Regions from separate parts of the Mus musculus genome. Here region 1 is linked to region 2. A link is a contact called in public HiChIP or PLAC-seq data. All regions are on one chromosome and are shown on one strand. The core of a region is the stretch at or near the end of the contact, and the rest is flanking DNA. Distances in the headings are between cores, read along the strand shown. Region 1 overlaps Morrbid (myeloid RNA regulator of BCL2L11 induced cell death). Region 2 has its middle 42 kb from the start of Gm14009.

What was found. HiChIP or PLAC-seq counts read pairs in DNA pulled down with a chosen protein or histone mark.
Region 1: a contact with region 2 is called in an H3K27ac HiChIP or PLAC-seq map of embryonic stem cells, with 23 read pairs. The contact joins two enhancer-like sites. A contact is called at or near these places in 6 of 484 Hi-C or Micro-C datasets (the C2C12 cell line, bone marrow-derived macrophages, cortical neurons and 2 more), 3 of 115 datasets of contacts at active chromatin or transcription factors (all in embryonic stem cells) and 1 of 9 other capture datasets (embryonic stem cells).

The regions. Positions count from the first base shown.
Region 1 is chr2:128,310,855-128,313,554 of GRCm38.p6, reverse strand. The region is part of intron 2 of Morrbid (myeloid RNA regulator of BCL2L11 induced cell death); the gene reads left to right. Among named protein-coding and RNA genes, the nearest start is that of Gm14010, 110 kb to the left of the region's middle. Within about 2 kb of position 1,269, at least 123 of the 459 cell types and tissues checked have an H3K27ac peak or open chromatin away from gene starts, as enhancers often do. A contact at or near this core is called in cortical neurons and embryonic stem cells, where this site is marked.
Region 2 is chr2:128,209,892-128,212,591 of GRCm38.p6, reverse strand. No RefSeq gene overlaps it. Among named protein-coding and RNA genes, the nearest start is that of Gm14009, 42 kb to the right of the region's middle. Within about 2 kb of position 1,356, at least 74 of the 459 cell types and tissues checked have an H3K27ac peak or open chromatin away from gene starts, as enhancers often do. A contact at or near this core is called in cortical neurons and embryonic stem cells, where this site is marked.

The DNA.
Region 1 (2,700 bases), core at 20-2,519, 100 kb before region 2:
ACCCTGGCTAGAATTCGGCAGCTCTTCTCCCATGTTGGCTGGTACACCCTGCTTCCTGCCAGGACCCTGCTGCTCTCGGGGTGGATCTGGGCTAAGCTCCAGAAGACACAATTCCCAGCTCTGACTCCATCCACATGCCCAGATGTTCCTCTGCTCATTTCTCCTCTCTTCTCTTCCAAAGCCAGGGAGCATCTTGAGTGAGAGAAGGCACAAGCGGGTCCACAGCACTCATTCGGTCCATTTCCTCTCAAAAACTTTGTAGCAAACACAAGGGTGGGCGTGGAGAGCAGATTCCTCCCAACTTGGAGGGGCCTCACAAGCCAGCGCTGCAGGCCTTCACTCCCATATCATCTCTGACCATTTGGTAGTGACTGACCTGGCTACGACATCTGTGCTTAAGAAGAGTGTGCAATGAGGGATTCTCAGTGCCTTTGGAGCTCAATATTTTACTGGTCTATAAGCAACCTGCTACTTACGTTCCAAGCTGAGAACCTAGCCGCCACACATACAGCAGTGTGTTCGAAGCCACAGTTGAGCAGGGCAGATCTGAGGATGAAATCCAGGTTGTCCAGCCTTTCCTACTGGTGTCTTTAAAGCTGAAAGCTGGTCTCTTAGGAGGTCAGATGACTGCCTGCCTCCCAGTCTGTGTCTATTGCTAGCTACCCGGAGTGCAGGAAAGGGGGAGAGGTGGGCTGGATAGGGCAGACAGGGTATGAAGGCAGAACACAAATAGAAGCTGCAGGAGGAGCCAGCACACTGGGTGTGAACCTTGGAGACACAGCAGAGCCAGAGATCAGAGCCCCTGGGAATGCCAGTTGGGGTGGGGGTGGGGGGTGTGGTGAGGTGGGGTGGGGGGCTGCCGAAACTGCTGCTGGGGGTGGGGGTGGGGGGTGGAAGGATATTTCACGGGGCCAGAGAAAAGGAGTCCATTGGCCTTAGTAAAGGGACAACATCTTGTTTTATTAAAAGCCTGTTGCTGGCTGGATAAGCCGTCTGCCTGCTGAGTGGGCAGGGGCCCAATATTACTGTGGCTAATTCGGAGCCAGTGTTGGAGAGCTGACATCAAACCAGGAAACGCTCGCGCGCGCGGCTCTCTCCCTCTCCGGCTCTCCCTCTCCCTCCCTCCGCCTCCTCTTCTCTCATTCTTGAGCTTGAATCTACTGTGCATGATATGTGTGCATGTGTGTCCGTGTGTCTCTCTGTGTGTGACATTATGTACACTTGCTGGGAGTTCACCCCATGGCTCCCTCCTCCTCTTCCTGTCCTCTACTCCCTCTGCCAAGCACCCCAGCCCCACCTTTGCCCCTGGCCTCCTCAGTCTCCGCCCCCAGAAGACTTGAACAGAGAAGACCCAGACTATGGCCTGGGGTTATTTACTGAGACGCCTGGGGAGGAAAGTTTCGAAATGACCAAACCCACCCCTTTCCAGATCTCCATTTGTAGGTTAAAAGAAAAAGTAAAGGAAGTCATTTCAAAAGAAACCAGGAGGAAAGCGGCTCTCTTCGGCAGCATGTGTGATTATTATTAATATTAGACTTGTTTAAGGCAAGGGAAAAATGTAAAATGGCTTTTTTCCTGTTTTTATCGTAGTTTTTTGTTGTTGTTGGTTTTGTTTTTTGTTTTTTTGTTTTTTTGTTTTTTTTTTTCCTTTTTTCTTCTACTGTCTTGGGAGTCAGAAGGGCAAACAGTAATTTCAGAGTAAGATGGAAGCCATCATCTCCTTAGTTCATGTGATGTCTTTCTGGGAATTGGGAGAGTGAATGAGTTTCATGTAAACGCCTATAATCACTTTTCCTGCTAAGGTTTTAGAGGACTCTGAGTCTCCCAATTTGCTGTAACTTAAAGTCACCCAAATTGCTTCCACTTTTACCAAAAAAAAAAAAAAAAAAAAAAAAATTAATTATTTATCCAGATTTTAAGCTGTAAAAAAAAAATAAATGAAAAAGTTTTTTTCACTGGTTGGTTGTCTGAGGTGACTTATTTAATTCTTTGATAAGGTTAAAGCAAATTGCCCCTATATAAAATAGAATATGATAATTTATTGGCATCTCTGTAACCCTGCTTTCAAACAATAAACTTTGAATGAAGAGCCAGAAAGGTATAAATGTCTTTAAATTAATAATTTTAATGTATCATTCACAGAGATAAGGGGATTCCAAGACAAGAGAAACATAAAGTGTACCTGACAATATCTTACTACATGTTGCAAGCAAGAAGGCATATTGTGTGTATTATGTATGTATGTGCATGTGTATGCGTTTTTGTTTATGTATGTACATGTGTGTATATGTGCATGTGTGTGTATGCATAGTTGGTATAATTTCACTATGCTGAGGTTATCATACAAAATTCATGCACTGATTCCTAACCACAGTCCTAAGCCTGTCTCCCTAAGGCTACTCACCCATTTGACATATCTTAGAAGGTCGTTTTCTGTCTTTGACAGAAGTCTCCGATTTGACGGTCAGGATCCCGGAGAAGACTCTCCAGCCACAGGGCTGATCATGGTGGCTTCTCTCCAGATGGGTGAAGTAGAGCATTGCTTTTGGACTCTGCTTATATACTGGCCAGTGGGAGCCATGGGATTCTAGGCTTATGCCTGGTTAGCTTGAGTAAATGATGGGACTGAGTTCTGGTGAACAGGTATAGCCTTGGGTGTAGTGGGATGCTGACTAAGCTATTTTCACATGTCTAAACAGT
Region 2 (2,700 bases), core at 107-2,606:
GGTGGCTGGAGGAACCTTATTATATCTGCAGCAGGGTCAGGTGCTGACATAAGCAGTTGCTAGGTCTCCGAGAGTAGGCCAAGTGGAATTGCCTGTATATTAACAGGGCTAGCGTTAGGGGTCCTGGGTTTGAAGCCTAACATGGAGATCCCCACTTCTCTGAAGTGACAGACTGAAGGTGACCACATCTTACATGGACAGCTGTGGGGGTGCTGAGGTGTCTTGAGAAAAGTGAGACACTGGGCCCCGAATAATACTGTGTTTAGGGAGGGCCTGGGATAGGGAGACGCCAGACTCTTTAAGACCTGCTGTCCTGAGAGGCGCCCAAGCTTAAGCCTGACTGCTATGGAACTCAAACATAGAGTTTAGCAGAATGCTGGGTTGGTACCTGATGTCAAGACATCCGCCATACCCACAGGGTGTTCTATCCCCGGCTAGTCATACAGGAGGAAGCTCAGGCACCGAGATAGGAGGCTGCCTTGAGGCTTCACCCTTCCAGGTGCTGCATTAGCATTTTAATAGGGGCTTTCTGAGCTGCATCCCCAGGGGTCACAGTGCCCCAGGCTGCAGCAAAGCAGGTGCTTCCAGCCGGGAGATCCCCAGCTAGTATCCCTGCAGAGAGGCTTCCTGCTGCCTCTGGGTAGAAGCGGGTGTGGGAAGGAGGAGGGCGGCCTCCTAGGAATGGGAGGGAGATAGACGGGCGCTGGGGAAACGGAAACAGGTTAATTCGTTCTCCTTCCTGGATGAATAACCATATCTGCCCAGAAACGGAGTAGGTTCCTGGGGTGTACTGTGTTAATTGCCAGCCAGGCAGGGATGAGGAGGGACAGGACAAGGGATGGGGATACTAGGTGATGGAGAGTGGTTTCGAGCCTCACCTTCCTTTGTGAGAAGAATGTGATGGGACAGTTATGGCCTCAGGGACAGAATGGTGCCGAGCAGGCTTTTCTCCCTGTTCAAACCCCAAAGCCACACCTGAAACCCAGCATTGTGCTACCTCACATGCCTTGGGGCCCTTGGGATTCTCTTCCTGGCCTCCTTGCTTATCTCTAAGCAGACCAGTTCCTGGACTGTGAGGAGCGCTCATTATCTCCCCGTTGCCAAGGGCACTCTCCCTCCTTCGCCTGCTTCTAGACATTCTGCCTCCCAACACTTCCCGTGGTTAGTGCTTGCTTCCTGGCCGTGGAATCCCAGTCTTACCGCCGTATGCCCACGGCCCCTGTTTACGCTAGTGCAGCTCAGGCTATAGAAATGGCGCTGGAGAGAATCCCTTTCCAAGCCCCCGCCCCCACCCTCCCCAGTGCACTCCTCCTTAGCCCCAGCACCTTCCCAGCTCCAGAGGGCACTTCCTCTTCGTTTTTCCTCTGTCCTCAGATGACCTCACCCTTCCCAGCGAAAGGTGCTCTCTGCAGCCTCCAGCGCTGTACAGGCCTCCACATAATCTGCATAACTGGCCTCCTCTGATTTCCTGCAAAATCTAGATTCTAGGTCACTTCTGTTTCCTAAGCCTCCCCAGTGTGCAGTCAGTCCCTCTCAGAAAAGGTGTGATTCTCAGAAAAGTTTCCTAAAGCCATGTTTGGAAGTGACTGTGTTTTAAAAACAAAAGCAACCCGGGACACTAAAAATTACTTTTCTGAAGCCAAATCCTGCAGGCTAGCAAATCCCAACTTCTCTGCCCTGCCTGTTTTCAAGATGCACAATAACACGATCCTAGCAAATTTCTGTTCAGGAGTCTTTCTTTTCTCTGACGAGGCCTTAGTATTTATCTAGTAGAAATATTTCATTTGGGGATTCTCTACCCTGTAACTTTTTTAAAAAATCAGTTATTTGGCATGTGGTTCCCATTTCTAGAGCGGACTTCTCTTCCATTGTCATATATAAAGGTTCTGACAATTCACGAGGCTTTTCCAACTTTAACCTCTGCTTTGCAGAAAAGATAGCTTTGTCCAGCGAGGGCCATCTAACACCCGTCTGTATCCGCTCTGTGTTTCCCTGAGAGGTTTGGCAGGCAGCCAACTCAACGTTTTTTTTTTCCTGCAGTGTTAATTTTCACATATTTATGACAATTTCCCCAATGACAAAAATCCCAAAGTGGGAGCAGTTGTCCAATTTAGAGCCCTGTCTTTCAAATTACAATTGACAGAAAATGCAGTTGAGGAAAACCCAGCCACTAGTGCACACGTGCAAGCGCACGCACATGGGCACACACACACACACATAATTTCATGAGCTCAGGAAGTCCATCACTCTCTAAATAAAGAAACACTCAAAAGATTGACATGGGCTGAAAGATCAATAGCTGGGTGACTAGTGAGAATATGCCTAAGACAGTGAAATGAAACTGATTGTAAGGTAGAAAACCACGCAGGGGGAATCTGAAGGCTTGTGGGAACCAGCGGGCAAACATGATGATCATTGTTAAAGTAATTAACCCAAACAACTTTTGGGTAAATTCCAGGGAGTCCTCACCAGGGAAACTGATCCTTCAACAAGTTGGTTTCCAGTAAATTCTTTTCAAGCTGAGTGGCTTCAGGGGAATGAATGATGATTCATTAGTTGGCAGACTCACCCATTTCTTTAACTTTTCCTTGTTTCCTGGGTCTTTCCCTATGGAGCAACAGGTACTAGGGTTGCTAAGTCCACACCTTCCTCCTATAGTCAGATGGGCTGGCCCTCATCACATTCAAGTGGAAATGGAGA